Regions from separate parts of the Ovis aries genome. Here region 2 is linked to region 1. The links are chromatin contacts, called in public Hi-C maps. All regions are on one chromosome and are shown on one strand. The core of a region is the stretch at or near the end of the contact, and the rest is flanking DNA. Distances in the headings are between cores, read along the strand shown.

What was found. Hi-C and Micro-C count contacts between places; a contact is called where the count stands out from the background.
Region 2: a Hi-C map of liver shows a contact between it and region 1, with 7 times the contacts expected there. The contact joins two enhancer-like sites. A contact is called at or near these places in 11 of 16 Hi-C or Micro-C datasets (blood, hypothalamus, liver and 6 more).

What each region holds. Positions count from the first base shown.
Region 1 is chr1:248,111,181-248,117,552 of ARS-UI_Ramb_v3.0, forward strand. No RefSeq gene overlaps it. Among named protein-coding and RNA genes, the nearest start is that of RASA2, 51 kb to the left of the region's middle. Within about 2 kb of position 3,646, at least 15 of the 54 cell types and tissues checked have an H3K27ac peak or open chromatin away from gene starts, as enhancers often do. A contact at or near this core is called in hypothalamus and liver, where this site is marked.
Region 2 is chr1:248,210,989-248,217,360 of ARS-UI_Ramb_v3.0, forward strand. All of the region lies in intron 1 of ZBTB38 (zinc finger and BTB domain containing 38), which reads right to left. Among named protein-coding and RNA genes, the nearest start is that of ZBTB38, 45 kb to the right of the region's middle. Within about 2 kb of position 2,688, at least 12 of the 54 cell types and tissues checked have an H3K27ac peak or open chromatin away from gene starts, as enhancers often do. A contact at or near this core is called in hypothalamus and liver, where this site is marked.

The DNA.
Region 1 (6,372 bases), core at 2,396-4,895:
TTCTCCAGGGGATCTTCCTGACCCAGTGATCGAGTGCACATCTCTTTCATCTCCTGCATTGGCAGGCAGGTTCTTTACCACCAGTACCACCTGGCAAGTCCAGAAATACAGTGTGCTAGAAACCAAATCTTGTGTTTCCCACCCATCCAGGCCCTGCCCCCCACTCCTACCCTATCCCACTCCCATGGTCTGAAGGCAGGACTGAGGAATGAGGGATTAAGGGGTGGTTTCAAAAGGAAATTCAGATGCTTTAACCCTAAAAACAGAAAAGAACTCAGCAGGAAAGCCCATCCACCACACTTGAAGGACAGATGCGGGATGGGGGTTGGGAGTGGGGAGAGGGCTGGGAAGACTCAGTCAGACTATCACGGCTCCTTGGAGTGGACTCTATGAAATGCCTTGTGAGGGCATCTGGAAGCTGCATGATGAGCTGGTTTCCCCAGAAGGTCCTTCAGAGAAACCAGAGACTCAAGGGGGTCCTTGTGAAATAATTAAAGGATTTTAGTAGGAGTTGCCGCTATTAAAAATCCTTTAATTGTTTAAATTAAATGAATAATTATTAACTGGTGAAAAATAGGATTTTCTCTCCAGGTTCTTCCAAAGAATAAAGATGAGGGCATCTTTAACCATAGTTACCCCTCCATTCTGCTAGCCCAGACTTGCGCAGCCTGGCTAGATGTCTGTGTGCTCTGGAAATTTCCTCATGGCTCAGGCGTGGGTGGTGGAAAGTCAACAGTCCTGTTAGTTGTTTCACGTGGACATTGGCCACTTCGTTGTTCATGTGTCCTGGCTGCTGATGTCCTGTTTCTTTCTGGACTTCTCCCCCATGAAGGTGACCCATCATCCTGGTCTTCTCAAGCCTATCTTGGTTTAGCACTGCAAGACCTGCATCTTGGGAAAACCATCCTTCCTGGATGTACCAGGGATGGCTGGTCATCCTAGAATGGAGCTCTTAATAGGTGACGCGTGTTTGAAAGCACTGTTCTGATGCTGTCTGCTGCTGCTAAGTTGCTTCAGTCGTGTCCGACTCTGTGCGACCCCATAGACGGCAGCCCACTAGGCTCCTCTGTCCCTGGGATTCTCCAGGCAAGAATATTGGAGTGGGTTGCCATTTCCTCTCCAATGCATGAAAGTGAAAAGTGAAAGTGAAGTTGCTCAGTTGTGCCTGACTCTTAGCGACCCCATGGACTGGAGCCTACCAGGCTCCTCCATCCATGGGATTTTCCTGACAAGAATACTGGAGTGGGGTGCCATTGCCTTCTCCGCTGATGCTGTCTACATGGAGCTAAATAAGCCAGTTCTGGGCTCAGCCTGGAGGGGCTGGTTGTCTGATAGCAGGGTTGGAATATAAAATGATGATCTCAGATTGCTGCGTGGGGCCAAGGGGAGGGCCAACAGAGGTGTGAGGGGTTGTCTCCTCCAGTGCTATAAACAAGACCCTTTTAAAGGGGCTTTTAGTTATTTATTATTATTTAAAAATTTTATTGGAGTATGGCTGATTTATAATGTGTTAGCTTCAGACATACAGCAAAGTAAATTAGTTTATATGTGTACATATAGCCACTCGATTTTAGATTCTTTCCTTATGTAGGCCATTACAGAGTACTGAGTGAGCTCCCAGTGCTATACAGCAGGTTCTTACTAGTTATCTATTTTATACAGAGTAATGTGTATAATTTCAGTCCCAATCTCCCAATGTATCCCTCCTTCGCCTTATCCGCTGGTAACCATACGTTTGTTTCCAACATCCACAACTCTATTTCTGTTCTGTTAATAAGTTCATTTGTACATTTTATATTTAGTATGTAAGATATATTTAAATATTTAAATACATGAATATATTTAAATATATATACATATAAGTGATACTATATGATGTTTCTCTTTCTGTGTCTGACTTACTTCACTCAGTATGACAATCTCTAGGTCCATCCACGTTGCTGCAGTAAAGGGGCCCTTGACCTAGATATATTGAGAAATGATTATGCCTGTGGATAAGGGTGGGGTAAAGGTGGGTATGGACATTTTAATACATCCCACAGCTTGTACACAGACATTGTGATGGAAAGGCAGGCATTTTAAGGAACAGTGACAGCTACACCTCCCCCTCCCCAAATAGTTGCAAGGTTGAGGGTAATAACATAGATGGAGGTCTATATATCAAAATACTTAAAAGTTATAAATCAGCCTAACAAGCACTTAATTAAATACGCTCTATTCTCTTCCCTTGGCAAACACACTCTGCTAACAACCTGAAAGGTCGGGTTTGAATTTGCAGTTCCTGTTTCTTTATTGCTTCAGGCTGGAAAAAGACAGCACAAGAAGGACTGGGCCCTGGTCTTCCTCCCATTGCTTCCTACCCTCAGTTCTGCTCCTTACCACAAGGCTGGGGACCTCACGTGGACCCTGAAACTACATCCCAACTCTGTCCACATGCCCTGCAAACAGCTGCCCCTTACTGGTCCCTGGGGTCTGGGGAGTGATACTGGCAGAAAACAGGCCTGAGCAGGTCCTGGAAGGGGACAGGGAACCTTAGGTCCTGCGTGTTCAGAGTGTGGTGTGGGGGATGGCTCAGACTCTGGGCTGGCCCATCTCTGCTGGCCCTTCAGACTCTTTGCCCCAAGGGGAGCGGGCCTCTTGCCTGGTATAAGAACAATGCTGAGTGGGTGGTGAGCACTTTCCAGTGGCTGGAATGTTATCATATCAGCCTGAGCAATAGCAGAGGAGGAGCTGTGCTGGTTCCCACTGTGATGAGAGATGACAGAAACTGTGACCCGGAACACTCACCCTTGGTCTTTGGGAGGAAAAATATCAGAAAACGCCTGAGAAATGGCCCACTGCTTTTCCCACTCACCACATGTATACAGGAACTGGGCATGTCCCAGTCAATGTGTACGACCTGGCCATTTTTTTTTTTTTTTTTTTTTAAATTTTTGGCTGTGCTGCGCAGCGTGTGGGATCTTAGTTCCCCAACCAGGGATCAAACCCTGCATTGAAATCATGGAGGTTTAACCACTGGATGGCCAGAGAAGTCTCAGACTTAGCGTTATGACCAAGTAAAACTGAAAGTGAAGTTGCTTCAATTGTGTCTGACTCTTTGCGACCCCATGGACTGTAGCCTGCCAGGCTTCTGCCAGGCTTCTCCGTCCATGGGATTCTCCAGGCAAGAATATTGGAGTGAGTTGCCATTTCCTTCTCCATCTGAGTAAAACTGAGAGGCTAAAAATTAATAGGATGGACCTAAACAATACATTCTCTCAGGTTGTCAGAGTTGGGGAGACGGACTACTTGGGAATGAATCAGCTTCTCTCTGGCAACATCCCATCGCTCCAGTGAAATGAGTAAGCTTTTTGAAGTAGAGATGTCACTTCCTTGTCCTTCCGTAGAGGGGCCAGGACCTACCTAAAGAAAGTGACAATGCAGATTTTCAGGGCTATGACATTGTACAGCAGGGGGCGCTGAAGGAGCTTGGGAAACCTTCCTGAGGCTGCTCTACTCTGTGTATATGTTCAGTTGTGTGACCCCGTGGACTGTAGCCCACCAGGCTCCTCTGTCCATGGGACTTCCCAGGCAAGAATACTGGAGTGAGGTGCCATTCCCTCCTCCAGGGGATCTTCCCGACCCAGGATTGAACCTGGGTCTCTCGTGCCTCCTGCATTGGCCGTTCTACACCTTGATTCTAACTTTCTGGTCCCGGCTGTAAGCTCCCTTTGTGTCTGATTCTTTTGAGTTGATATCTAACATTTTTAGATTTCAACTACTTATAGGAAAAAACACCACACACACACACACACACACACACACACACACACACACACACACATTTCCATTTCCTGATTGGAGGGAGACAAGCAGAAGTACGAAAACTTCCATTTGCCTTGGGCCACACAAGACTGTATTTTCACCCCCAATATAAAGAGGGCCTTGAAATTTGACCCAATTTTTACTCTCATTTCTTTCCATTCATAGTATCTTTAGAATTTCTTCTCTCCCAAATCCCTGAGAGAGAACCCCAGGAACTCTCTGGTTCTACCATGGATAACTCTGTGCTCTTGACCACCACAGCTTTTTTCGAGAGAGGCTGTGCTGTGCTCTTGGGCCCTTTTTGCCTCTTCTAGCGGGCTCTGGAATTCAGCTGCCTGGGATTAACTCTGTCTCTCCACAGTTGGTAAGCTGTACGACCTTGAGTAAGTGATTTAACTTCTCTTTGCCTTGGTCTTCTCACTGGGAATGATCCCTTACAGTAGCTTGTCTGTAAAGACACCTGCCATCAATTCCTTCCCTCCCTGTATGTGACTGCCACTCCCTTATCGAGACGTGGAGTCCAGTCCTCCACCCTCTTGGATCTGGGCTGGGCTGTGACTCCTTTGATGCCCAGTGAGGTCAAGCCCTTAGCTGACTCCACCCTACCACCATCTGATTACAACTGCATGGGAGGCCTTTTCAGCTGACCCCAGTCAAACTACAGAACATGTTAAATATTAATAAGTTGTTGTTTTTTAAATTGAAGTAGAGTTGATTTACAATATTGTGTTAGTTTCAGGTATACAGCAAAGTGATTCAGTTATATTTCTTTAGATTACTTTCCACTATAGGTTATTACAAGATACTGAATATTATTCCCTGTGTTATATAATAAATCCTTGTTGCTTATCTATTTTATATATAGTGTGTGTGCACGTGCTAAGTCTCGTCTAACTCTGTGACCTTATGGACTGACTGTAGCCCTCCAGGCTCCTCTGTCCATGCGATTCTCCAGGCAGGAATACTGGAGCGGGTTGCCATGCCCTCCCTGAGGAGATCTTCCTGACGTGGAGATCAAACCTGCGTCTCGTGTCTCCTGCATCTGCAGGCAGGTTTTTTACCACTAGCACCACCTTGGAAACCCCTTATGTATAGTAGTTTGTATCTATTAATCCTGTACTCCTAATTTATCCCTTTCTTTCCCCTTTGGGAACCACGGTTTTGTTTTCTGTGTGAATCTGTTTCTATTTTGTATATAGTTTTGTTTACTATTTTTTAGAGTCCACATGTGAGTGATATCATATAATATTTGTCTTTCTCTGTCTGACCTACTTCACTTAGGATGATAACCTCTAGGTCCATCCATGGTGCTGCAAATGGCCATATTTCATCCTTTTTTATGACTGAGTAATACGCCATTGTATATGTACCACATGTTCTTAATTTGTTCATCTGTTGATGGGCATTTGGGTTGTTTCCATTGGCTATAGTGAATGGTTATTTTAAGCCACTAAGTTTGGTGGCACTGTGCAGTGAAACGTGACTACACTAAACATTGATGGAGATAATGACAATTTGTGTCTACCTCACAGGATGGATATTAGGATTGCTGCTGCTGCTAAGTCACTTCAGCCGTGTCTGACTCTGTGTGACCCCATAGACGGCAGCCCACCAGGCTCCCCCGTCCCTGGGATTCTCCAGGCAAGAACACTGGAGTGGGTTGCCATTTCCTTCTCCAATGCATGAAAGTGAAAAGTGTAAGGGAAGTCGCTCAGTCGTGTCCGACTCTTCACGACCCCATGGACTGCAGCCCACCAGGCTCCTCTGTCCATGGGATTTTCCAGGCAAGAGTACTGGAGTGGGGTGCCATTGCCTTCTCTGGGATATTAGGATTAGATGAGTTAATATGTTAGAGGCTCAGAATAGTGCCTGGCAACACTAGTTGCCATATAAGAACATACTGAATGAAAAAGTGAATGACATAGGACCGTGAAGAAATGTATTATGGTCTCATGCTAATAAACACCCTTTTTGAGGAAAGCACAATAGTTACCATTCCAGTCCTTGGTCTTCCAAAAAATACCTTAGTTAGTGTAAAGTCTGTTGATGGTGTAAACAAGTTTGTCCTGTCATCCTGAGCCTGAACAAATCGCTGGCTTTCCCTATGCATCCACGGCCACAGCTTTTAAATGAAGACAGTGATCACAGCTACCACAGTAGGACTGATATGAGGACAGATATGAACATGGTTGTGAAAGAGTTTTGAAAAACATAGATTTTTTGCTGTTGTTCAACAAATATTTATTAAACATTGCTATTTGCTACAAACCCTGGTGGCTCAGAGGGTAAAGCGTCTGCCTGCAATGCAGGAGACCTGGGTTTGATCCCTGGGTCAGGAAGATCCCCTGGAGAAGGAAATGGCAACCTACTCCAGTACTCTTGCCTGGAAAATCCCATGGATGGAGGAGCCTGGTAGACTACAGTCCATGGGATCGCAAAGAGTTGGACACGACTGAGCGACTTCACTTCACTTCACTTCTGTTCTTTTTAAAAATTAACTTATTTTATCATCTTCAGCTAGTGGTTCCCATGGCTTCCTTAATTTAGGGCTTCCCTGGTGGTTCAGAT
Region 2 (6,372 bases), core at 1,438-3,937, 99 kb after region 1:
TCTATGTGCACGTGTATATGCTTGGTCGCTTCAGTCATGTCCAACTCTTTGCGACCCTATGGACCGTAGCCCCCAGGGTCCTCTGTCCATGGGATTCTCTAGGCAAGAATACTGGAGTAAGTTGCCATACTTTCCTCCAGGGGATCTTCCAGACCTAAGGATGGAACCTGCATCTCCTGCATTGGAGGGCAGATTCTTTACTGCTCAGGCACCAGTGAAGCCCTCTAGATCTATGATTCACTTTATTTTTTATGTAAGGTAGAGATCCAAATTCATTCTTTTCACATGAATGTCTATTTGTCTCAGAACTGTTTGTTGAAAAGACTACTCTCACCAGAATTCTACACATCTAAAACTGACCTAAAATTCTAAAAAGTTATTTAAAAAATATATTCTTTCCCCCATTGAATTTTCTTGACTGTTCTGTCAAAAATCAACTGACCGTAAGCATTAGTTTATTTCTGGACCCTTCATTCTAGTCCATGGATCTAGATGTGAGTTCTAACACCAGCAGCACACTGTTTTATTTACTGTAGCTTCATAAAAATTTGGAAATTAGTAAGTGTGAGTCTACAACTTTGTTCTTTTTCACGATGATTTTGGCTATTCTGAATCTTTGGCATTTCCATAAGATTTTCAGGATTATCTTCTCAATTTCTGCAAAATATCCAGCTGGGATTTTGATGGAGATTGTATTCCACCTGTAGATCAATTTGGGGAGTATTTGTCCAAATTTATTAGCTGCATGCCTTTAAGTTTACTTAGCCTATATCAGCCTCCTTTTCTAATTAAAAAAAAAAACCAAAACCTCGTGTCTGTAACAAAGATTAAAAGAGATAATGCTTATGCAACCCCACTGAAGCCATGACCTACCTGGGCCAGTCTCAGGATGATGTTAGAGTCTGAGATATCCAGCCTAGTTACCACAAAGAAATCCAGATTAATTTATATTCAATAGTTGCATTTCTCTAACAGCATACAGATCCCCCTGAAACTCTTCTTAATATCCTTTTTCTTCTTGTATCCAAGTCCCTTACACCCCACAGCTTCAGCCTCTCCTTCTTTCTCCCAAGCTCCATACTAAGGTTTTTTACAGCCCCGACCAACAGTCCTCCAGTCCGTCTACTTCTGTCCAGTTCTCCTGATGGGGCCGGAAAAGAGACTGGACAGGCAAAGCCAGAACTCTTTTTAGTGAGTGGGAAGAAAGGAAAATCAGTGAGCACTAAACTTAATTTATGTCCCATCATTCATATGAAGTGCTTGGTGTAATGTCTAATGTATAAGAAGGGCTCAATACATGTAGAGCTTTTACTTTTTGTTGTGGTGGAGGTTACATCATGCCCATTCATACTTTGTGATGATGGTACAGGATTTCAATCAGGACCTCTGAGAATCCAGCCTGGACTCTATGGACCAGCGGCCTATCCTCACTCATGGAGGTGAATTTGAAATTGTTGCTCATTTTTTTCTCCCTCCTCAAAGAATCAGCCCCTAGGAAAATGCATAACGTTCACGTCTGAGGCTCCCTGAGTCATGTTTGGGAGTCATATCTCTGTTTCCTCCCTCCCCTAGCACCAGGGCCCTATGTTTCCTCCCCTCCTCCCATGAAAACTTCTGGTACAATATTTCTAAAACTGAAAGTCAGGATGCATTATCTACTGTGTCACAACTAGCGTTGGTTTCAAGTGACAGGATAAAAGAAGACAGAAAATTTCCAGGTGTATCACATGTCAGAATTTTGTTTCAGTTTTATAATGTGTGTGAATTCAGTCACTCTGTGAAATGTATTTCTTATTGTGGTTCAGGGTTTTTTTAAAGTTTAAAACAGTATTGGAGTAAGATCTTTCACTTTCATGAAGGTATTTATTATCTCCTAAGAGCATAAAGTAACACCCTTCCAAGTAGCCTGTCCATTTTGATGGGGATTGAAACCTCTTGTTCCATCAGCAGTAAAGGATTTGGGGACGTTGAAGCCTTTCCCTGTAATTTATAACACTTTGGTGGAGGAATATCTTCAGTAACCTGTGTGGACCTGCCCTCACCTGGCTCCCTCCCTGCAACCACCTCCCCAGCAGGCTACCTCTTAGCCATCACCTCTTCTCACTCCCCACTCCCCGCAGTATGGGCAAATCCACACCCTGAGCTTGCATGGGGTTTCTATTTTCAAAACTCTTTCACTTACTCGATCTCATTTGATTCTCACAACTATCCCATGAAGTTGGCAGGTCAGATCCAATCCATACTTGACCTTAGCATGGAACCTTAAGCAAACAACTTCTCAGCCTATCTCCTCAGCTTTCTTACATATAACCAGAAAAGCTAAGAGACTTGGCCAACATCACACAGCCTGAAAGTGGCAGGACCAGGAAGAGAACTAGATGTTTCACCTCTTGGTTTCCTTGTGCCATAGACTCTCCTCACGGAGACACATTTCTTTTTAGTAATGTGATTCATCTAACTGTCTTACAAACAACGTGGAAAAAGCAAAGAACATTTTGCACTCTTCCACCATATCTAACAACACGACTTTTATGGCACAAATCACAAGACAAATAGCTCTTCATGCCTCGTGGTTAAGGGTTATCACTCTCGACATCAAAGGCTATTTATTAAAGACTGGGGCGTTGGGAAGGGAGACAGCAAAGTCCACCAGGAAAACAAGTTTTCCTGTGTGTTCTTTGTCCTTTGTGTTGCAGAGTGCTCCCTCTAGTGGCGCTGGAGAAAACAGCTTCTGGAAAGCACACAAGAGATTCCACTTTGTTGTGATTAGAGAATGGTGGGCTGCCGTCTATGGGGTCGCACAGAGTCGGACACGACTGAAGCGACTTGGCAGCAGCAGCAGCAGCAGCAACAGTGCTTAGTGGGAGCGTGGATAGCACTTATTTCAAGGTCTCCCTTCAGTGATGAGAAATTGAAGACTAGAGCAGTGGTTCTCAACTGGGGTGATTCTGCTCCCAGGAAACATTAGGCAGGGTCTGTAGACGTTTTTGGCTGTCTTTTGTTTGGGGTTAGTGGGGTGCTACTGTCATGGATATGTAGAAGCCAGGGATGTTGCTAAAAATCCTCCAATACACAGGACAGCTCCCCACCTCCCCCAACAAAGAATTATCCAGTCCCAAATGTCAATAGTGCTGAGGTGGATCAGAGATATGATGTGACCCTCCCAAGAAGGGTCCCCCACCCCCGCTTTATTAAGATATAATCGACACATAAACAAAGACTTGCAGCTTATTCACAGTTTTCAGCCGCTCAGGCTAATTGCTCTCTTTCATTTCTTTTAAGGTATTTTTAAAAATTAAAATAGAGAAAAATATAAGAGCAATACATGCTTATAATTAAAAGCAAAGTAATAAAAGACTTTCACATAATCAATGTTAACATCCTTGGTGGTTTATTAGGAGGAGCTATATTAAAATGCCAACTTCAGATCACTTCTGACTTACAAAAATGGCAATGTCCTATGGTAATACTTAATATTCATCCACTTCTCCGTGTGCTCATCAAGACAAGCCTCAATCCACATACAGAGGATTCTTTTAAATTTGCTTGTCATATACAAAAGCTGGTTTGCTTCACAACTTGCTTTTGTAATTTAGTAAATTCTGAATCTCTCTTCAGATCAAAAATAAGGATCTCTTGGAGACTTCCCTGGTCATCCAATGGTTAAGACTCCTCTCTTCCACTGCAGGGGGCACAGGTTCAATCCCTGGTTGGGGAACTAAAGTGCTGTATGCCACGTGGCACACCACAAAAATAAATAAGTGGAAATAATCTGTTTATAATATATTATTATATGTGTCATATTATATGTATTAGAATAATCTCCTGTTTGTTTCCGGAAGTTGGGGATGCTGAGTACTATGGACTCCAAGAAACTTGAAGTAAAGTAAAGTGGAAATTGCTCAGTTGTGTCTGACTCTTTGCAACCCCTTCTCCAACGGGGCTTCCCGACCCAGGAATTTAACCAGGATCTCCTACATTGAAGGCTGATTCTTTACCAACTGGGCTATCAGAAATCCCATTCAAGAAATTTAGATGGCCTGTAACAGAGGATGAGATGGTTGGATGGCATCACTGATGCAATGGACATGAACTTGGGCAAACTTCAAGAGATGAAGGTAAGGGACAGGGAGGCCTGGCATGCTGCAGTCCGTGGAGTCACAAAGAGTTGGGGATTCTAATGGGCTACTGAACAACAACAACAAAAATGACACTGCCTCACATGGTAGGGCCTTAATATCTCTCTGATGGTAGCAAGTTCACTCTTAGAGAGTTTGGCTCAGGATTGGGATCTTCTGTAACATGCTATCTAACTAGATAAATAACATCCTTTGTTGTTACATTAATTATTACAGATACTTGCTAGTTATAGCAGGTAATACTGGGTGACAATATACAGCCTTGATGTACACCTTTTCCTATTTGGAACCAGTCTGTTGTTCCATGTCCAGTTCTAACTGTTGCTTCCTGACCTGCATATAGGTTTCTCAAGAGGCAGGTCAGGTGGTCTGTATTCCCATCTCTTTCAGAATTTTCCACAGGTTATTGTGACCCACACAGTTAAAGGCTTTGGCATAGTCAATAAAGCAGAAATGGATGTTTTTCTGGAACTCTCTTGCTTTTTCGATGATCCAGCAGATGTTGGCAATTTGATCTCTGGTTTCTCTGCCTTTTCTAAAACCAGCCTGAACATCTATTTCCTAGCAAATTCCAAAATGTACTGGTCAATTTTATGTGCCAACTTGACTGGATCACAGGTGCCCAGATATCTGGCTAAACAATATTTCTGAGTGTGTCTGTGAGTATGTTTTTATACGAGATTAACATTTCAGTTGGTAGATGGATTTCCCTGGTGTGGTTCCTGTGCGGTGTGATTGAGTATCAGACAATCAGTTGAGGGCGTGACTACCTATGTAAAGGTGGAGACAGGGAGAATCTGGCCTCTCTCCATCTGCTTGCTTGAGCTGGGCCATCAATATTCTCCTGCCCTTGGACTGAAATGTACATCAGGGGCTCTCCTGGTTCTCAGGACTATGCTTTCCTGGGGCTACACCTTGCAGACGGTATAGGGGACTTCTCGGCCCCTATAATTACGTGACCAATTCCTTATAATAAATGCTCTCTGTCTCTCTCTGTCTGTTTCTGTCTCTCTGTCTATATATGTGTACATATATGTGTGTGTATCTATGTATATATATACCCATAAATGTGTGTGTGTCTATATATATATATATATATATATATATATATATATATGAGATAATATATCTCCTGTTAGTTCTATTTTTCTGGAGAACTCTGAAGCCAACTCAAATAAGATTGTTTTAATGAGGGACTTCTCTGGTGGTCCACTGGAATCCACCTTGCAATGCCGAGGACTTGGGTTCAGTCCCTGGCAGGGGAACTAAAATCCCACATACCATGGAGGAACTAAGCCCGTGCATGGCCACCAAGTCTGTGAACTGCAAGGAAAGATCAGCGTGATGCAATGAGAGTGCCACAACTAAGCCCCCACGCAGCCAAACAAACAAATAAATATATTTTTAAAAGGAATGTTTTAATGGTATAAGGTGGATTCAAGTTTGGGAAAGAGTAATCTTACCCTGGAGGAGGAAATGGCAATCCACTCCAGTACTCTTGCCTGGAGAATCCCATGGACGGAGGAGCCTGGTGGGCTATAGTCCATGGGATCGCAAAGAGTCGGACACGACTGAGTGACTTCACTTCACTTCACTTCGATCTAACTCATTCTTGGTATGGCCAATCATATATTGCTCAATCATTCTGGTAGACAGAGCTTTGCCCCAGGTATTTTTGTTTGTTTTGCCACTAGAGCAATGCCGCAATAAATATCCTTCCATTTATACTGTCATATTTTTACTCCTGTGGAATAGATTGTCCAAATGAGATTGTTGACTCAAGTGTTTTGTGTGTATTTTTAAGTTTAATAGATATTTACAGATGGTTTTTTAAAAACCTGAAGCAAGTCATACTCCTACCAGCAATATATGAGATGAAATATTCTCTCATGCCTTTGCCATCATTGGTTATTACCACACTTTTTAAGTTTTACCCATCTGATGGGTAAAATTTGTCATCTTGTTTTTGTTTTAATTTTCATTTTCTTGACTCTAAATATAGTTGTTAAGAGCACAGAATCTGAAGCCAAAATGCTGACACTTAATGGCTGTATTTCTTTAACTAAGATTCTTAATTCTTTTCACATTTGTCAAACAGAGATAAAGTACCCGTCACAGGGTTGCTATGAAGATTACATAGGTAACTAGATGTAAAGCTCTATGAACAGTGCCCAGATTATAGTGACAACTATATAGGTATTAGTATTATGGGTGAGTTTGAATAACTCTTAGT